Regions from separate parts of the Muntiacus reevesi genome. Here region 2 is linked to region 1. Evidence: chromatin contacts called from public Hi-C data. All regions are on one chromosome and are shown on one strand. The core of a region is the stretch at or near the end of the contact, and the rest is flanking DNA. Distances in the headings are between cores, read along the strand shown.

The links. A called contact is a pair of places that touch in the nucleus more often than the background predicts.
Region 2: a contact with region 1 is called in a Hi-C map of muscle, with 3 times the contacts expected there. The contact joins the promoter of GET1 here to the promoter of PSMG1 in region 1. A contact is called at or near these places in 2 of 3 Hi-C or Micro-C datasets (blood and muscle).

Annotation. Positions count from the first base shown.
Region 1 is chr8:19,150,573-19,153,896 of mMunRee1.1, reverse strand. PSMG1 (proteasome assembly chaperone 1) reads left to right here and starts at 1,648. Exons shown (of 7, transcript XM_065943077.1): 1 at 1,648-1,810; 2 at 3,076-3,182. The coding sequence starts at 1,677. BRWD1 (bromodomain and WD repeat domain containing 1) reads left to right here. Exons shown (of 42, transcript XM_065942844.1): 42 at 1-1,201. It overlaps LOC136173316 (a long non-coding RNA gene), which reads right to left and starts at 1,522. Exons shown (of 3, transcript XR_010664209.1): 1 at 1,420-1,522; 2 at 1,241-1,299.
Region 2 is chr8:19,341,830-19,345,153 of mMunRee1.1, reverse strand. It overlaps GET1 (guided entry of tail-anchored proteins factor 1), which reads right to left and starts at 1,668. Exons shown (of 5, transcript XM_065943470.1): 1 at 1,497-1,668. The coding sequence starts at 1,598.

The DNA of each region.
Region 1 (3,324 bases), core at 399-2,898:
ATGTCCTCAACAAATGCCGTAAAATGTTAAAAATCTCGAGTATTTTATGCAGTTTTTTGACCGTTTTAGTGTCGTGAAGATTTCATTTTGAAGTTATAATTTTCTGTGGTGGTGTTAATTTCTGTTAGCACTTGAGATTGTACCATTAGCCTTCTTTCATAATGGAATCCCTTTTCTGGTTGAGTATTTGATTTGAACATATACTTGCCTTTTTTTAAGTGCTTGGCCTAAATTTATTGTAACTGCATGAAATAAGTATTTGTTTAAAATTTAATATTCTTGTAAAAATCTCTCTGAAATGTATGCAGAATTTTAATCATGACTAAATGTACTATCATTACCCTATTTATGATTTTTAATCAGCTTTCCACAAGTGACTTCTTCATAATGTAACTGAAATCATATTGAAGATCTTACTGGTAAAAGTGATGTTATTTTATTCAACAAAAGGACTAAGACAAAGTTGTGCCCAAACTGTAGCCCAGAAGTGTTAATGCAATTTTAAAATATTACACTGGTAATCTTGTCTATTCTAGCGTGCTAACAATAGCCAGAGTTTCCTAAGCGCGAACTAGATAGTTAGTCTTATTGTTTATACTTTAATGTTCATATTTTGCTTCAAAACCCAATATATTATTTTGCAGTAATGTGTAAAATTGCTAAATAACTGATTTTAGGGAAATGTTTTTGTTGACAGTTTCTCCACATCTAAAAGCAAGATGTTTCTAGCAACAGATTTGCGATTTTTTCTAATCTCAAGAGGCACCCCCGACCCCATATTAGTACTTAACTTTGTGACTTATTTATTGATAGGGTTCCAGGATGTAAGCAAATGCCCTCTAGTTTCAGCACAACTGAATGTAGGTAAATGGATTTTTTTTTCGTTGCAATATTGTATATTTTCACTTAAGCTATGGTATAGTGTCACTTTTCTCTCCTGCATGGATTAGTGCTCTGTTAAAAAAAGAACCAATTCAAAAATAATTACATAACGTTTCTTCTTAATGAAAGGCTATTTAAAACGAAATTTTGTATCAGAGATGGCCAAGTTTTTAAAAAGAAGCAACTATTTTTGCATTCTCATGAAATCTTTCAGATCATCAGCTTTTGAAATGTGAATTCCTATTGCCAGAGTAAAGGCTCATTTTTACAACACCGCGAAGCACTGTATTTTTTCCTGCCCGTCCATCCGCCCTCTGTCCACTGTCCCGAGGACGCGCCGGGCCGGGCCGGCACCTACCTGGGGCGGTCGCGGTTTGAAGCCGGGTGCTTAATAAACCAAAGCTCACCCTGTCACTCCTAACGGGGAAGAAAACGGAAACGGAGTTAAGGAAGGAAAGGTAACTGGGCTGGCCTCTGCCCGGAGCTGTACGGACTGGGCCGCGGGCGGTCGAGCCCCAGGTCGGCCCGGTTCGTTACCTGCGGGGACGGGAGGCCCCACCCCTCGGCTCGCCTCTTGTTTCTCTCCTCTCTAGTCGGCAGTCACCTGATTTTTCGGCGGCCCCACCCGGCTCGGGCTGCGAAAGAAAAAGGCCCCGGGTTTGCGCCGCCGCAAGGACTCGGGGCGCGTGCGCGGGGGTGGTGCAGGGGGCGTGGCGGTGCTCTCGGGCGCGTGGGCGGGGCGCGTGCGCGGTTCAGTGGGACCGCAGTTAGGCTGGGAGAGCGTGAGGGACGGCATGGCGGCTACGTTCTTCGGAGAGGTGGTGCGGACGCCGTGCCGAGCCGGGACGGAGGACGAGGAGGAGGAAGAGGAGGGGAGGAGGGAGACTCCCGAGGACAGGGAGGTCCGGCGACAGCTGGCGCGGAAGAGGTGAGGTCCTGGGGCATCGGAGCGGACGCGCCGGCCCTGAGGTTGCGGCTGCTCCGGCCTCCCCCAGGCCTCCGGCCTTGCGGGGCTGCCGGGTGGAGGCGGCCCGCGGGCCTGCTGACGGCTCGGTGGGACGTCGGCTCCTGCCGTCTTTCAAGGCTTCCTTCAGCATTGGTGCTGGTGGTTTCCTGCGGGCGTGATCCATTTTCCAACGGTGCGGGGCTGTTTTCCTCCCCCAAGTTTGTCGTGTGTTTGGTTCATGGATATAAGACAACTCTTTAAAACTGTATTCTCCGCCTCACTTTTTGGTTAGCATCGTGTGTTAGCAGCAGATAGATATGTCTTTTTTTTTTTTTAAAGTGTTATTTCCAAACACACAGACATTAGAGGAAACAGTAAGGTGGCACGTTAAGCCCCTCCAGTCACATAAATTCAACAGTTAGGAAGATTTTGCTACATTTTATCTCTCTCCACCCTTTGGTGGGTCCCAGTCTCCGTGGCCTTTCACTTCTACAGTTTTCAGAATGCGTATCAAACAATACAGGTGTTTTCTTAGATATTAACAATTGATAATACTTTTTGGATGTTGTGTAACGTAACCAGTCCGTGGTCCGATTTATCCAGTTGTCTCAGACGCGACATTTTACAGTGGGTTTGAGGAAGTCAGAACCCTGGCAAGGCACACACCTTAAGTTTCATACGTTTTATCTCTTGAACTTCCATGTATTTAGAGCAGGACCCCCCCCCCCCGGCCCGGCCCCGGTCCCCCAACTTTCTCACCCCCTTTGAGAGACCGAGTGCCCTGTAGGATGTCCCACCGTCTGGATTGGCCTGATTGCTCCCTCTTGGTGTCCTTTATTCAGGTGTGTGTCTGTCACCTGCATTTCCAGTAAAGGGATCCACTGTTTTGGTTGCTAAGATAGATTGATCTGTGGATCAACTGGACAGCCTGATCTCTCTTGTACAGTTCTCCATGAACTGGGCAACAAACGGTTTTACCTATGAATTATTGTTGCCTGAATCCGTTGCTTCCTTAAAATGCTAATTATGTTCTTTATAGAATTAAAGTTTGCGTTCTGCTTAATACAGAATCATACCTGTGGGAACCTTTTTGTCACAGTATGATACTAATTGCATTTAAATTGTATGGAGGACAGGAAAGGGTGGAGTGCTGCATTTCATAGGGTCACAAAGAGTCAGACACAACTGAGTGACTGAACAACAACATTTAAATGGCTTTTCTTTCATTTTTCTGTTTCTCTTATTAGGGAGGTGCGACTCTTTCGAAGACAGACAAAAGCAAGTTTGGAAGTTTCTCTGCTGGAAAAACATCCTTGCTCCAAGTTTATAATTGCAGTAGGAAATAATGCAGTAGGTAAGTGGAAGTGCATTAGATTACGTGCTTTGTTGAAAGGGCAGAAGCTGAAGTTGCTTCTTTCCATCGTAACAGATTTCAGAGGTATATTACTTTTTTAGAAGAAGTCATAGCAGAATAACTGTGTCTGAATGAAATCTGT
Region 2 (3,324 bases), core at 419-2,918, 190 kb before region 1:
TGGGTCAGGAAGATCCCCTGGAGGAAGAGATGACCACCACCACTCCAGTATTCTTGCCTGGAGAATCCCAAGGACAGAGGAGCTTGGTGGGCTACAGTCCATGGGGGTCACAAAAAGACGGACACGACTGAAGCGACTTAGCACACACACAGGGCAATTTGTGTGGTAAGGTCCTAGAATAGAGTTTTACATAAAACAGGCACTCAGTGGATACCAGTTGTTGTTCAGTCGCTCAGTCGTGTCCGATTCTTTGCGACCCCATGGACTGCAGCACGCCAGGCTTCCCTGTCCTTCACTATCTCTTGGAGCTTGCTCAAACTCATGTCCATCGAATCGGTGATGCCATCCAACCATCTCATCCTTTGTCACCCCCTTCTCCTCCAGCCCTCAATCTTTCCCAGCATCAGGTTCTTTTCCAGGGTAGAGTAAAAGAAAAAGAAGTAGAAATCTTGTCTAGCTTTAAACACCCGACCATCACCGCCGCCGCAGATTTATATCAGGAGAGAATAGCAGAACTGAGTTCCCAGGATACTGCTACAGTGTGGTGCAGCCCACCTTTGAAGCCTGGGTCTGAGTCAGACAGCTCCTCAGTCCCACTGTGGGCATACAGAGGGCGCCCTTCCCCGGGGAACAGCTGCCTACGTTTCCCACACACACCTCCCATCAAATGTGCCACCCAACCCCATCCATATTCATGCTCCAGAAGGGCAGACCCTGGAGAATCACAAACCAAAGATCAACTCTACAGCCATCAGTCAGCAGCTGGATGATTTAGTACAACTACCAGACTCTGGGCCAGACACCTCCCCTGGGAGGTAGAGGAAGATAGGATGACAGCGACAGCAGTCCTGGCGACTGAACACGAGGAACTATACTCATGATGGGGCAAAACGCCCCTCAAAGGGCTCCCAGGTGGCCGTGGCTCCTCTGGGTACGGGAAACAACACGAAGAGCACTGAGATTCTCTGTCTGTGCTGTCTCCAACCCCTCCCGCCCCAAGAATGGGGGCCCCTGCACCCTGAGACCTGTCCCCTGGGACCTGGAACAATAGACACTGCACACGACAAGGCGGGACCTCCCGGAGCCCCGGCTGCCGGCTGCAGAGCTGCGGGCCCTGACCCTCAGCACCCGAAGGCTGCTCTCTGCCCCCAGGGGCCAGAGGATAACGGAAATGAGGGTGGAGGCGGGCAGAAAGGCACTGAGCACTCCAGGCTTAGGGCTGCTGCCACGTGAAAACGTGGCCAAGTGTGGGCAGGTTATGATGGTTTGTTTTTCCCACCGAGAATCCAGAAATCCAGATTTAGGGGTAAGGCTTTGTACTCAAACGCTAGCACACTCAAAAACATCTTAGAACACAGAACAGCCCAACCGAGACGCCTCAGCAGGCTAAATCCGGCCCTCAGGCGGCCAGCTGGAGACGCCTATGTACACCGCAGGCTGGCCGAGGACCGAAGCTGCGACCCCACCGGTCCCTGGAGGGCCAGGGAGCCACTTACGAAGAAGGAGAAGGACGGGAGGAGGATCCTGAGCACATTGCACCCAAACACGAAGCTGAGCACCAGCAGCCACGCCCAGCGGTCGGCCTCGGCAGCGCTCATCTCGGAAGCTAGCGGCGTCGCCTGGTCTGCTAAAGCAGCTCCATGGGGACCACGCCGACGGCCGCGCGTGCGCAGTGAGCACTGCGCCCCAGAGGGGCGCCGCCGCGCCTGCGCAGTGCGCCGCGCTTCGGGAGGCGGGGCCATCTTTTCTTCCAATTTCTTGACATTCCCGGCTTCCGTAGCCTTCTCGCTCCGGCTCGTTCATCCCTGCGGAACCTATTTTCCAAGTTCGGCTTCCACCATGTCTTTAGTTTTGTTTTATCAGCAAACCACTGGTGTTATTGTGTAATTAATACTTTCTTTAAATTGACTCAGCTTTATTCCTAAGTAACTGTATTTTTTTTATTCCTAAGTAACTGTATTTTTAAAGACACCGTTCTGTAAGTAGTGACTATCATTACAGTAGCAAGGAAACGTAAACACAAAAACGTTTTGCAAGTAGTCTTTACATTTCAAAACTAAACACTGTAATAAATCTAAGTAATTTACAAAACTGCATACCTGAAAAATAAGTGTTAACGTAAAAGGCCTTGGTTACATTCAACCTGTAATAAAGGGCTTCCCAGCCCTTTATTGGCGCTGGTGGTAAAGAATCCGCCTAACAATGCAAGAGACAAGAGACGCAGGGTTCCATCCTCGCATGGCAACCCACTCCAGTATTCTTGCCTGGAGAATCCCATGGACAGAGGAGCCTGGCGGGCTACAATTCATGGGGTCGCAGAGTCAGACAGGACTGAAGCGACTGAGCACAAACGTACATGTAGGTGAAGATGACGGTTTTGCAGAAAAAGGATCCTAATCCCATTTATGTGTAGTAGATAAAGCAAAAGATGATTAGCTGTCTCTTCTGCCTGGCTGGAGTCTGAGAACTAATTTCCAATCAAAATGAATCGAGCTGTGGTTCTACAAATGTCTCATTAAAAAAGACATGTGAGTCAATGTTTGGCAAAAACCACTACAATATTGTAAAGTAATTAGCCTCCAACTAATAAAAATAAATGAAAATAAAAGACATGTGAGATGTAACTGTTCAATAGAGATAGAGTGAATTATTTTCATGGAAAGGTGATGCTAAGCTTACCAAAACACAGGCTTGGAGCCTGCTTCTCCTCCATAGCCTTACCCTGAAGCCAGACCATCCAAGGCTGCACCCTGACTACTTCTACCCACTAAAGGTTTAGAAGAATTGGATGCAGTAATAACCTTGTGAAAAGTGGTGGCAGGTCCTCCTGTGTCCATTTCCCGGCAGCCAGTCTCTGCTTTTCAGGAGGAAGAGGAGAGTATTGCCAGCTCCTCAGGATTTGGTTTAAAAAAAAAAAAAACAAAAACCTGGAGTGTGTCCACTCTAGGATAGTACAACAGTGGCGAGAGAAGACCAGCAGTATCTGGTCTTCAAAGGCAACCTAATTCAAGTAACTCAGCTCTCTCCTATTGCTCTACTTGGGCGGCTCTCAAAAAGCAGAAACATCACTTTTGCAGACAAAGATCCCTATAGTCAAAGCTATAGTTTTCTCAGTAGTCATGGATGACCATACAGGATGGACCTTACAGGATGGATGACATGAGAGTCTGACCATAAAGAAGTCTGACTGGTGAAGAATTGATTCTTTCAAACTGGAGAAAACTCTTAAAAGTCCCCTTGGACAGCAGGGAGATCAAACCAGTCAATCCTAAAGGAAATCAACCCTGAATATTCATTCTAAGGATTGATGCTGAAGCTGAAACT